Linked DNA regions of Triticum aestivum: region 2 is linked to region 1. A link is a contact called in public Hi-C data. All regions are on one chromosome and are shown on one strand. The core of a region is the stretch at or near the end of the contact, and the rest is flanking DNA. Distances in the headings are between cores, read along the strand shown. Region 1 holds the start of LOC123093154 (ubiquitin carboxyl-terminal hydrolase 26). Region 2 holds the start of LOC123093156 (inositol-3-phosphate synthase).

Region 1 (6,892 bases), core at 2,815-5,314:
TCTTTCTTGTTCTTGTTGCTAGATTTTACTTATGGCATGTAAGTAGACAAGAGTAAATGCTTGGCAATGTAAGAAGAACTTTTCTTTCGAAGATCATCATTGATGGCCTTTAAGAACTCATGCTCTTGCTCAAGATTGAGCTTTTCAAAGCGTAACTTCTCATGAGTTTTTAGAAGTTCTCGATGATCTTCTAAAGTAGTTTCATGAGCTAACTTAAGAGTGTTTAGTTCTTTAGTTAGACGCTCAATCTTCTCCTTATCATTGTCATTGTTTATTGATTAGCATAATTAATTGACGTTTCATCATAGTATTCATCACTAGAGTTGTCAACAAGTAAATCATCATCACCTAGCAAGTCATCTTCATCACTATTGAAATCAACATACTCGGGGTGTGTTACCTTGGGGCCTTTAGCCATGAAGCATCTCCCAATTCCTTCATTTGGTGAATCAAATATGTCGTAGGAGTTGGTTGATACAAGTGCTAGACCGGCAACACCTTCATCTTGAGTATATTCGGAGTCGAAGTAATAACTTCTCTCGGGGTGGTGGTTGAAGTCGGAGCCGGATACCCATTCACCAGCATGAGCTTGATGTCTTTGTTTTGTGTATCTCCTTGATGACTTGTCCTTCCTTTCTGAATCCTTGCTTCTTCGAGAGGTTCTTCGTTCATAACGATCATCTCTACTCCTTCTCTCTCTTGGAGGTGATTCTTCCCTTTTGCTTCTTCTTTTAGGTGAGTCTTCTCTTCTTTTATAGGGAGCCGTACACTCATTGGAGTAGTGTCCGGGTCTTCCACAATTGTAGCAGTTTCGCTCACGACTAGAAGATCTTTTATCATTGTAGGACCTTGACTTGGAACTTCTTTCCTTGCTTCTACTCTTGTAGAATTTGTTGAAGTTCTTCACCATTAAGCTCAGTTCTTCATTGAAGGCTTGTTTCTCATTTGATGATGTAGGAGCATCACATGAGGCTTGATAAGTACCACTAGACTTGTTGTGAAGCTCTTCTTTGTCCTTGAGTGACATCTCATGAGCAACAATTCTTCCAATGACTTCGGTTGGCTTGAGATCTTTGTAATTTGGCATCATTTGGATCAATGTGCACACAGTATCATGTTTTCCATCCAAGGCTCTCAAGATCTTCTTGATCAAGAATTTGTCGGTCATTTCTTCACTTCCTAAGCCGGCAATCTCATTTGTGATGAGAGCAAGCCTAGAGTACATTTCGGTGACACCTTCACCATCCTTCATTTTGAACTTGTCAAGTTGGCTTTGAAGCACATCCAACTTGGATTCCTTAACGGAGTCGGTACCTTCATGCATATCAATCAAAGTGTCCCAAATTTCCTTTGCATTCTCAAGACAACTAATTTTGTTGAATTCTTCGGGGCACAATCCATTGAAGAGGATATCGCAAGCTTGAGCATTGTATTGCAACATCTTCAATTCTTCCGCGGTAGCTTCACGGTTTGGTTCTCTCCCATCAAAGAATTCACCTTGCAAGCCAATACACACAATAGCCCAAACAACGGGGTTATGTCCAAGAATATGCATTTTCATCTTATGTTTCCAACAAGCAAAATTAGTACCACCAAAGTAAGGACCTCTACGGTGGTAATTTCCCTCGCTAGACGCCATACTCTCCTAGGTTGTGAAACCAATGCTATGATCACCAAAGCTATGGAAATCAAGGCAAATGGAGACCAAAGCTCTAATACCACTTGTAGGATCGAAAGTATGTCTAGAGGGGGGGGGGGTGATTAGACTACTTGACCAAATAAAAACTTAACCTTTTCCCAATTTTAGTTCTTGGTAGATTTTAGCAACTTAGCACAAGTCAAGCAATCACAATACAATTCAAGCAAGCATGCAAAGAGTATATGAGCAGCGGAAAGTAAAGCATGCAACTTACAAGAAAGTAAATGGGAGGAGTTTGGAGGGAGCAAATGCAATGTTGACACAAAGATTTTTGGCGTGGTTCTGATAGGTGGTGCTATCGTACATCCACGTTGATGAAGACTTCAACCCACAGAGGGTAACAGTTGCGCGAGTCCACGGAGGGCTCCACCCACGAAGGGTCCACGAAGAAGCAACCTTGTCTATCCCATCATGGCCATCGCCCACGAAGGACTTGCCTCACTAGGATAGATCTTCACGAAGTAGGCGATCTCCTTTCCCTTACAAACTCCTTGGTTCAACTCCACAATCTCGACGGAGGCTCCCAAGTGACATATAACCAATCTAGGAGACACCACTCTCCAAAAGGTAATAGATGGTGTGTTGTTGATGAACTCCTTGCTCTTGTGCTTCAAATGATAGTCTCCCCAACACTCAACTCTCTCTCACTGATTTGGCTATGGTGGAAAGATGATTTGAGTGGAAAGCAACTTGGGGAAGGCTAGAGATCAAGATTCATATGGTAGGATTGGAATATCTTGGCCTCAACACATGAGTAGGTGGTTCTCTCTCAGAAAATGAGTAAGTTGTTAAGAATTACCAAAACCACCCAGGGATTAGTTGCACTTTCAACCACGCAGGACCTAGCCTGCCCTGGTGTCAATAAAATCCACCCCTCTCACCCTTACCACAAACACAACCCTATGACTTCCCCCTCAGCCTCCAACCAACAGCCTAGAACCCTAGTGAGCAAGCACTCTAGGAAGATGGATCCTAACCTATGAGAGGTGACAGACGAAGATGAGGAGGTTGTGGACATGAGGGCTGCTAGGGTGCGGTCGTAGAGAGCTTAGGCGAATAGGGATTAGAGGCGAGCTGAGAGGGCCCCGACGCCACTGGATACTTGTTGGAGTACCACCACCAGTTGTCTAACATGATCTTGGAAGCCTGGAACATGCAAGAGTTTCATGAGGTGTTCCCAATGGAATAAGCCGCACTTTTGATGAGATCATTTATTGGGCAAGGATAAGGGCCAATCTGCACCCACAATCAGCAACAAGGAGTAGGTGGATGAGAATTCTCTATTCTTGACCTGCATCCAGAACAAGCAACAAGGATTAGGAGTGCATCTTTTGGACTTGTGGTGATGAACTGCTATTTTTCCGTTTTATTAAACAGTTAGGTATGAATCTTGGTGATACGTATGTACTTCTCTCCGTATATGAATCTATGTATGCTTCTATGCTTAAGTTTGGTTTTATGAACCGTTATGATTTTTTCTTAGTTGTTATGTTTTTCTATAAAAAATGTCATATTTTTTTTTGACAATTTATGACGTGTGGAATCACAAACAAGTTCATCAATAGCTTTAACTGAAGACCTTTCATTGACGCCACACAATTGTTTCCGCTTTGATTGTTTGAAATTCAATATATACCTTCTTAGAGACATAACTCACATAGATATGGCCGCCTTCACTTGGGATGTTCTTATAGTAGTATTTTCGCTTCATCTTTAACGCGGAGAGTGGATAGACTTAACTGACAATCTTTTTTTGGAAACATAAGAATGCTACTATCTAGGTTGATCTTCACCCACCTCGGGTGGGAGCTCCTCTTCTTCTTCGTGGACCAAGCAACTAATCTTTCCTTTGATTCCTTTGGTTGAGTATACATATATAGTGAACTACCGGATAAATCATACTGTCTTTGATTTTGCAACGTAAATAATTTATAAATATGCAATTAACCGCTTGATAAAAATAAATGTACTAGAAGGCTTCAGAACTTGCCAGGGATAATCCTTACCGAGCTCGCCATATTAACCACAAAATCACAAGAAATGGTGTAAAATCCCGCGTGACTCATGACAAGCATCCGCTGCCGTGTAGTTTGCCATAATGTGCTCTGTCATTTCCTCGTTCAGCAAATCACCTACACATCTCGACGCCGTGCGCTGTATGGGAATGTCGCCATGGATCTGCAGAAGCCTTGAAGTTGAAGAGGCAAATTATTCCATTTCCATTCCAGCAAAAGAAAACATTCCATCTCCACGGTTTACCGTCCGTCCTGTGCTATCCCCGTGCTCCCAGCCCATGACTCTGATGCCAAGCGCCCAAGCCCATGGGTGCAGCCCGACCCAATAAAAACATGCGGCACGTCACTCGGCTCTTCTGAAACCAAAAAGCAGATCAGCTTCTTTTCATCCCCTTCCAGCTCGCGGCGGGGGTCATCGAAGGAAACCCTCTCCGCCCCTCTGCCCTTCCACCGCCGACCGCCACCTCCAAGGGATTCGTCTCTCCCCATCCCCCTCCGCCGCCGCCGCCGCCGCTCTACTGGACCGGACCGGCGTGGAGCAGAGATCCATCAGGGCTTGGATTTGATTTTTCCTGCTCGTGACGAACCCTAGCCTGCTTCGGATTGCCTGGAGAGCCTGATCTGTTCCTCCCTTCGCGGTAAGCATTCCAATCCAAACGCCCTTTATCTGTTAAATCCATCGATTTTCCCTTTTTTCTTGCGGATTCGTTTGCTGTTTGGTGGAGTAGTGATAGCAGCCTGTTTCCCACGAAATTTAGGGTTCGAACTGACCCCAATGCTCCTCGTTCCTTCCGCCCCCGACGCCGACGCGCTAATGCTCTGGCTTCTGTTGTTTCCGCAGCAGGGAGAGCAACTGGAGGTTTCGCTTGGCGCTCAGTGGATGGTACAATGAACAGGCACAACACCCGCAATAAGAACAAGAGGCCACACGCCGATGAGTCTGCGAGCCCGTCTTATGCTGCTCTCAAGTATGTGTACATTGCCTTTCCCCATTGCTAGGGTGAAGGGTGAGATTTCAATGTGTTTCTGTTGCTGACATGTTTTTTGCTTGGGGTGCTTGCCTGTTATGCAGGAGGATACATTCTACGGGCGCCATCACTCAAGATGATATTAGGCAACTTTATAGTGTGTGGAAGCCGGTTTGCCAGGGCTGCCATGGGAACACCAAGGACTCACCCAATTGTTTCTGCGGGTTGATCCCCACCACCGGTGGGGCGAGGAAGACTGGCCTCTGGCAGAAAAATGGCGAGCATGTCAGTGGCCTCGGCCCTGACCCATCCAAGGACCTCCGTGCTTCCACCGAGACGCCTGCTGGATTGACTAATCTGGGCGCGACATGTTATGCTAACAGCATACTTCAGTGCCTCTATATGAACACTTCCTTCCGTTCAGGCATTTTCTCGCTAGAGCCAGACATCTTGAAGAAGCAACCTGTTCTCGATCAGCTGGCTCGATTATTTGCGCAGCTACACTCCAGCAAAATGGCTTTCATTGATTCAGCACCTTTCATCAAGACCTTGGAACTAGACAACGGTGTCCAGCAGGACAGTCACGAATTTCTCACCTTGTTTTTGTCTCTGCTCGAGCGTTCGTTAAGTTACTCCAAGGTTGCTGTTGCGAAAACTATTGTGCAAGATTTATTTCGTGGAAGTGTGTCGCATGTGACTCGGTAGGTAAATGCCTAAATTAGTGCTTTTCTCAAGATTTATTTTGGGAACTGAATGGATCTGAACTTTAAGTTAGAAGGTTTATCTTCCCAATATTACCATATCGTGTTTGCCTTGTATGCTCCTGTTTGCTCGCATACACTGTGTTTTATTGTCTTGCGATGTTCTGCCGCTACAGAATTACTATAAAAATATCTTAGTTTGTGATTATAATAACAAGCTGGTTATCTTGTCAAACAGCAACAAAATAGTTAGCTGGGTATGATTTTTTTTTTTGAACTTGAGAGTCCTGTTTTGCTGGATCTTGTACTTAGGTCAAGCTATGTGCTCAGGTACATATCTTTGATTTTTTAATTGGATTGACCACTGAGTGCATTCACAATTTCTAATTCACACAGCTTGCACATACCAAAATGAATGACAATATGATATGTTAGTTCATTTGTACTCATTAATTTTTTGGAGGACTGATGTTGGTTATCATACGCTTAAGGTGTTCATCATGTGGAAGGGATTCTGAAGCATCTTCAAAAATGGAAGACTTCTATGAACTGGAGCTGAATATTAAAGGTTTAAGTAATTTAGAGGAAAGTCTGGATGACTATTTGAGCGTGGAGGCACTGAATGGGGAGAACCAATATTCCTGCGAGTCATGTCAGAAAAGGGTAGACGCCACCCGTTGTATAAAACTTCGCTCGCTTCCTCCTGTTGTTAATTTTCAGCTGAAGCGATATGTATTCCTACCAAAGGTGATTACTCTGATTCAAGCTTGTTCATAGTTTTGTGCTATCTGTTGCTCCTGCTTCTGTCTTGTATGTGATTTCTTGATTTGTGTGGAAGAAATTTACTAATTTATTTCCTCCGCAGACAACAACGAAGAAAAAGATTTCTTCATCATTCAGTTTTCCGGGACAGCTAGATATGGGGAAGCGGTTGTCGGATCCTTCATCTAATTACATTTATGACCTGGCTGCTATTTTGATTCATAAGGGTAGTGCTGCTAATAGTGGTCACTATGTGGCACATATAAAGGATGAAAGCAATGGTCACTGGTGGGAGTTTGATGATGAGTGTGTATCCAGCCTTGGTTTTCACCCTTTTGGTGAAAAACCAGGCAAGTCATCTGATAAAGCGGATCAGAAATCTGAAGGTACTTCTACCGAAGGCTCTGTGGCAAATGGTAATAACAGTAGCCATCATGATGCTGCACCGACTTCTAATATGGGAGAGATGTTCTCTTCCACTGATGCTTACATGCTAATGTACAAACGTTCGAGCAAGGATGAAAATGGTATTAAAAGCAATAATATTGTGGAAGCCAGTAATAGTTCACTTCCACGTCATCTGATGGATGAGATTGATGCATTGAATGCATCATGTGTAAAGGAATGTGGCGAGTACCTAAGTAAAAAAGATAACCTTTTGGCTTCCATACAAGAAAGGCGCCAAGAAATAAAATCTGTTATTACAGAAGCACCTGCTACTCCAGACGACGATTCATATTTTTGGAT
Region 2 (6,892 bases), core at 2,717-5,216, 450 kb before region 1:
TTCATATTTTTTTAAATGAGTGAATTGTTATTTTGAATCAACTAAAAAAGATGAGTGAAATATGTTTTTCAATTTGAGTAAAATATGTATTTAAAATCAGAAAAATTAAAGCTAGTTCAAATGTATCCATAATTGATCTTGTTCGGAAGCTCTTCTCGCTATGAATTCAAATATATAAAAAAATCAAAATAGGAGTTCCCATTAAAAGATATCTATGATCCAAAATTTCACAATGAAATTAAATGGAAATATTTTGATGGGGGAGAGAGAGAGAGAGAGAGAGTATTTAACTTGCATGCAATTGGTCTTGTCGTACATTTCTTCTCTCTCCTGACAAAAGCTGACAAGTGCATGCAAAGGTCCACATGTATTCATGTATACTCTATTCATGTCTCTTATACATCAAAAGGGGCACCAATCTCGAAAACAACAACAACGGTGGATGATGCACCGGTAGGTACCGGCTCCCGTAAAAAAACTTTTTCGGTCTGGTTACTACCTGGTCAAAAAATTGTCACCCAGCTGGACCTGGCAAACAGAGCCCAAACATCTGGATATCCAGCGCCCTCACGCTCAGTCCATATGTGGGACGGGTACTGAGAGCCTCGAACGCGCCTCATGTCTGCCATGTAGGTTGTGGCCCGCTATGGCCTGCCATGACTCCACAAATACCTCACCATCGGACGAAGCCCTTGTTAAAGTCCACACTCGACTGCTCCGCTTCACCTTTATTGTTCTCATGTTTCATCCCCTTCCCTCCATTCTCATCCTCTTCCATCCACCATGGCCGGCTTTGGCAGCTCCTTCAGCAATTAGACCAACCCCGTCGATTGGGACGGGCTCTTGAAGGAGGACGACTACGGCACCGGACGACGAGGAGCTCGTGCACCCGCATTGCCATGGAGCAATCGCATGTGAACATCGGAGGAAGCTCGACCTCCGTGCCATCCCTGATGTCTCTGAGACACATTGTGGTCAAGCGTGGTGGCCCGTTGCGCTCTGCGCCTCTCCAAATCCACCGCCGGGCACGCCACCCCTTCCCCTTCGATCCCAGCTCCTCTCGGGTAGCGTTGAGTGCTCATGCCCGGGCCGAGCCAGCAGATTAGGATGCCGGAGTCAGAGGCCAAAGCCGCCCGCCGCGAGAGGCAGGGGGTGGGAGAGGCCAGCTCCTCCCACACACACGCGCGAGATCTACGCATGTCAACCAGGAGGAACAGCTCCTCCGCGATGTTCTCCGTCGGTCGTTGACCATGGTGGAGACAAACTCAAAGGTACTCCAGCTCGGAACCGACGTGTCGGAGGGCCTCACAATGCGGAAGGAGATCCCCAAGGCCAAGGTGTTGCGACACGCAAAGGAGCATGCATGCGCCGTCCGACGTCTCGCCGGCATCATCTCGTCATCATCGAACAACGACACGACTAGCACGGACGACGACACACCTCCCGCGTGGACGCCTACACAGAGGACTACTACCGACGCACCGGTGAGCACAAGAGGAAGGACCCGGCGAGGAAATGGGAATGTTTCTAGCCCTACTCCACCCGATAAATGGCGAGTGGACATGCAACCACGTGAGGTTGTTATCCAGCCTGCCCATTCCCACGTGATTCATGCAGTTCGAATACATCAAGCGTGTATAATGATTTTCTTGCATTGTATACAACTTGTATTGCATGTGTACTTATCTCTGACCTCTGACCTTGCCAGTAGCAGGCCCATAATGCAGCCCCACGCATTGAAGGCGATGCACATTAAGTATATGTCAGTCCCAATAACTATCTGCACCACGCTCCCCTCAGCCTTTTTAAATGCCTGGCTTGCTTGTTTCTACTTCTCAACTATTTTTCTCCGTGATCACTCCATACCTCATAGTCTCGCTGGAGTTCACAAGCATGTGTTCATGCATGTCCCGGCATAGCTCCACCCCACCTCCATCACACGCCATCGCCAAACACAATCCCCTCTTGTTCAATGTTCCTCTCATGCTCATCTCTCTCTCTCTCTCTCTCTCTCTCTCTCTCTCTCTCTCTCTCTCTCTCTCCCCCCCTAGTTTATTGGCTCCTCTAGCATCTCCAGAACGGACACGGCCATGGGGTTGTGTTTTCGTAGCAAAATTCCTAATCTAGGGCTGGCCTGCATGAGAGCTTCTGTTTTGTTTACCAGAATGGACACGGCCATGGGGTTGATTTTGTTCTAATGCTGTTAGCAGAAATTCAGGACCAACTTCTTCTTGCATAACATAAAGGATGCCATTTTCATCTGGCCCCAAGCATGGAATACAGGGTTGTACATGCATAGCAAGCAAGAACCAATTAGCAAGAACTGGAGCAACAACCTTCACCATCCGACGAACTGGATCACATGCATTATGTTGATGAAGGATCCATAGTGCGAGCTGGATGAGTAACTTTTACTTACTAGGAGCAGGCACCATTTACTATGAGCCAGGTCATGAACGTTAATTACACTGATGGGTAGCCTGCAACCCTGCACACTGACCATAAACACAACAGCCTCTCTCTACCAAATTCAGTAATGGCTGGACAACGTCTACTGTATTAATGTTGTGTATTCACTCACTTTCCTTAGTATTGCCACAGTATCCAGTTAAGCACTATATTAAGTGTGAATCGCATGGCAACAATCGTTGGTCAGGATAACATCCTCGCGTGGCATCATGTCCCAAAAATTCGCGTCATACTCCACCTATCTAGTTTATTTTCTACCAAGTTTAATTCATCCCGTGATGAATTATGTCCCTTGAACATTGTCCGATGGACTTTGTTTTTTTGGGTCGGATTGTGCTATATGTAGTTTTGATCGACGTTGTGTTGCTTATTTACGTAGTTGCATAGATTGTATGGATTTAAGAAGCACGTGGGTGAGGACAAATGGATGATGACCGGTCACTGTCCTATGGGCCATGTTTGGCAATACTGGTTGTACAATCTGTAGTCGTCCGGATTTTAGCTTGCCACGCAAAGAATCTATAGAACCTAACACTTCTGAAAGTTGCACGAAGGCATATCACCATACAATCTCTCTGAGCTTGTACTTGTAGCTAGGGCAAGCAAACTTACCTTTTTTTTGCGGGTTGGCAGACAAACTTACTCATCTTTGTGCTAGGGCATATTGCCTTGGTTGAGCCATAGCAAAAGTGGTGCCAACCCCCAGCAGATCTGACGAGAAGAGAGGAGCCTAGAACGCACTGGCCGCTAGCGCCCGAAGATTCCCGAGAGTCTTACATGCAAGGACAGGGCCATTTGCATGCAAGGACAACAATTTCGTGTTTCCCCGGGGACCCGCGCCTGCTCTCGGGACTGGATCGCACTGACAACGCACGAGCTTGGAGCGGTGGCTCCCCGCCGCCGCTGACACCACACCACATGGCGTGTTGTGCAGCGCGCCCATGGACCGTGTCTATGCTCCATGGGGAAGGACGTGTGTGTGAGGCGTTTCCAGGAGCATCCGCCACGACCGGGTGGCGGTTGGCCACGTGACGGCGCCCACGAGCACCACGGAGCAGAGAGCGCCACTTGGGAAGGAGTTGGGGCCCCGCCGCTGGCTCCGCCGTGCGACCGTGGGCCGTCGCGACTCACTGGGCCCGCTCCCAGCCGCGCCCGCGCCGGGCGCAGCGGACCGCGGAATCATTCGCGGAGTCTCGCGTTTCGCCCCTCGCAGTTCGTCGGAATTGCAGAATCGTTTGGAATCTACTATCTATCTCGCGTGCCCGTGTCCACGGAATCGTTGATGATCCCGGCGCCTGGTACCGGCACCGGCACCGGCACCGGCAGACGCAGAGTGCGCGCGGCTACTGTGTGCATGTGACGCCTCTGCCTCGCAGCACACCAATCTGTGTGGGCATAGCATTTTTGCGATTTTTGGAGTGGAAAATCGTAACTGTGTTCCTCCCTCCGTCCTCGCAGAAAAGAGAGAAAGAAGTGCGGTCGATACCTCCCTCATCGGCCCATCGCGTCCCTTCCTCCTCTTCGAGCCTCTCCTCGGCTGCCATTCCCTTCCGCCCTCCGCCACCCCAGCCCGCCGCCGGCTATCCCCGGTGGCCAAGCTGTCTCGCCGCCGCCCCGCCTGGCACTGGCACCTTCGGCGTGGACCCCAGCGAAACCACGTGGCCGCCTAACCCGCTATAAATTCCCCACCCCCGCCCGCCTACCCACCGCAGATCACACACAATTCACTCCAGCCCCCCTACCACCGCACTCGAAAACCTCTCTCTCTCTCTCTCACTCCAACAGTTTGCAGGAAAGAGAGGGAGAGATCGATCTTGCGTTGCCAAGATGTTCATCGAGAGCTTCCGCGTGGAGAGCCCGAACGTGCGGTACGGCGCGGGGGAGATCGAGTCGGAGTACCGCTACGACACCACGGAGCTGGTGCACGAGAGCCACGACGGCGCCTCCAAGTGGGTCGTCCGCCCCAAGTCCGTCAACTACCACTTCAAGACCAACACCACCGTCCCCAAGCTCGGGTCGGTAACCAACGCTCCTCTCCTCCCCTCCCTTCATACGCGCGCGCAGTGCTTCTCTTATCTTCTGTATAAAACCTAGTTTAATCCTTTAGATTCTGTCGTGTCAAGATCAGTCACTCAGTCGCGGTGTTTCAGTAACTCAGCCCTTCTCTTAATTATCTCCTGATTTATTTAGTTAATTTAATTCGGTCCTGTCAAGATCAGTGCGACCTGTGTTCCATTCGGAACTTCGCCGGCCGTCGTTGACGCTTGTGGGGCTAGGTCGTTCTCGGATCGCTGTCAACCTCTAGTGTTGGATTCTGTTTTCGTTTTCGTTTCTTTTTGGTATTGTTTCCTTGCCAAGAGAGGAGAATCAATGGACGGCAGGAGCCAAACGAACGGTCTCATTTTCGACTTTTTGAGAGAATGCGATGCTTTCGTTGTCGTCTGCAAGATGCTGTTCGGTTTTGGATTATCGCTTACAGATCGGCTATCCGACCAAACCCATCTCCGTAATACGACATGCTTTCCCCGATCTACTAGTTTTTCGCCTGTCGCATGTGCACGTGAGCTCGTAATATTTAAGATTCAGAACAGACTACTCTGTATTTTTTAGATGAGAATTCAGAACAGGGTTTTTGACTCCACCTGGTACAGTATAATAAGATGTCAGCCTTTTTCTTTTGAGAAAGGCCAGAGTATGTCAGCCTGACCAGGCATAATTTACTGCTACTCTGATCCCATGCATTTGTTTGTTTCCCCAGGTTTTCTGATTTTCTCTTTATTTTCATCTACATCTACTCGTAGTATATATTGGGTATTGCAATGCATGTTGGCTACGTGCAGTGTAGTATGAGCCACTTGTCGACAGAAGACGCTGATTATTTGTGGTAATCCTTTTAACTCTGTTTTTGGTGGTACAGGGTGATGCTCGTGGGGTGGGGCGGCAACAATGGCTCCACACTCATGGCTGGGGTCATCGCCAACAGGGAGTAAGTTGTCGCCATCCACGTTGCTTCCATCGTTATACTATAATCTTGATTCTTTCTGCTCTACAGTAGTGCATGTCTCATTTGAGACTGATGGTGAGTTCAATTAATTTAGGGGGATCTCATGGGCGACCAAGGACAAGGTGCAGCAGGCCAACTACTTTGGGTCCCTCACCCAGGCCTCCACCATCAGGGTCGGGAGCTACAACGGAGAGGAGATCTATGCGCCCTTCAAGAGCCTCCTGCCCATGGTAATACCAAAATCAAAAAGATATTGCTATGTGAAAAATACTGCCTCCGGTTCCAATTTGATGCTGCATGTGCTGATTTAATGTTGGTTGAAGGGCAGCCAAGTCATGCAAAAAATGATAACAGTGAACCATTTTAGTAGAGAAAATTGTGTATATGTGCCATGATGTTGTCATTGTACCGGTCAAAATGCTACGGGCTCTGTTGACTGTATATGTTCCAGACTTCCAGTTGGCTGCAGATCCTATTCTGACGGTGTTAGAATGATTTTTCAGGTAAACCCAGATGATCTTGTGTTTGGTGGCTGGGACATTAGCAGCATGAACCTGGCTGATGCTATGACCAGGGCCAAGGTGCTGGACATTGACCTGCAGAAGCAGCTCAGGCCCTACATGGAGTCCATCGTGCCGCTCCCCGGCATCTATGACCCGGACTTCATCGCTGCCAACCAGGGCTCCCGGGCTAGCAATGTCATCAAGGGCACAAAGAAAGAGCAGATGGAGCAGATTATCAAAGACATAAGGTATACAGATATGCACGTATACAACTTGACATATATTCCAACATTTGAGAGTAGAATAAATAAAACTCTGAGTTTGGTGCGTGAGCACACATGATTGAATATGGATAATTCTCTATAACCACTGCGAATATGCTTAAAACAATAACATTACTTAACTGGTATGATTCTATATGCATAATTCTCTACAGCCAGTGGCTTTTGTATGATTGGACAAATTCTCTATAGCCACCGGCTTTTGTATGATTGGACTCCACGAAGGGTCGTTCTACTGAAATTAAATTTTAAGCCGAGTTACTCATAAAAATGTTACTCCACCAGTCCTTGTTAGTTTCAACATTCCATGCTGAAAACTTCATCAACTTTTAAATTTGCGCCCTCATATGGCTTAATGAAATAGGGAGTTCAAGGAGAAGAACAAGGTCGACAAGGTAGTGGTGCTTTGGACGGCAAACACTGAAAGGTACAGCAACGTCTCTGTTGGGCTTAATGACACGATGGAGAACCTCTTGGCGTCTGTGGACAAGAACGAGGCAGAGATATCCCCATCAACACTGTATGCCATTGCCTGTGTCATGGAGGGCGTCCCGTTCATCAACGGGAGCCCTCAGAACACCTTTGTGCCTGGTGTGTAGCTTGCTCTGCTGACTGTACCTGTATATAGTGTCTGG

Evidence for each region. Hi-C and Micro-C count contacts between places; a contact is called where the count stands out from the background.
Region 2: a contact with region 1 is called in a Hi-C map of leaf, with 3 times the contacts expected there. The contact joins the promoter of LOC123093156 here to the promoter of LOC123093154 in region 1. A contact is called at or near these places in 2 of 5 Hi-C or Micro-C datasets (both in leaf).

The regions. Positions count from the first base shown.
Region 1 is chr4B:538,665,106-538,671,997 of IWGSC CS RefSeq v2.1, reverse strand. LOC123093154 (ubiquitin carboxyl-terminal hydrolase 26) reads left to right here and starts at 4,064. Exons shown (of 15, transcript XM_044515068.1): 1 at 4,064-4,352; 2 at 4,556-4,682; 3 at 4,787-5,383; 4 at 5,875-6,130; 5 at 6,249-6,892. The coding sequence starts at 4,603.
Region 2 is chr4B:539,117,470-539,124,361 of IWGSC CS RefSeq v2.1, reverse strand. It overlaps LOC123093156 (inositol-3-phosphate synthase), which reads left to right and starts at 3,966. Exons shown (of 10, transcript XM_044515069.1): 1 at 3,966-4,484; 2 at 5,387-5,455; 3 at 5,568-5,703; 4 at 5,977-6,224; 5 at 6,622-6,848. The coding sequence starts at 4,297.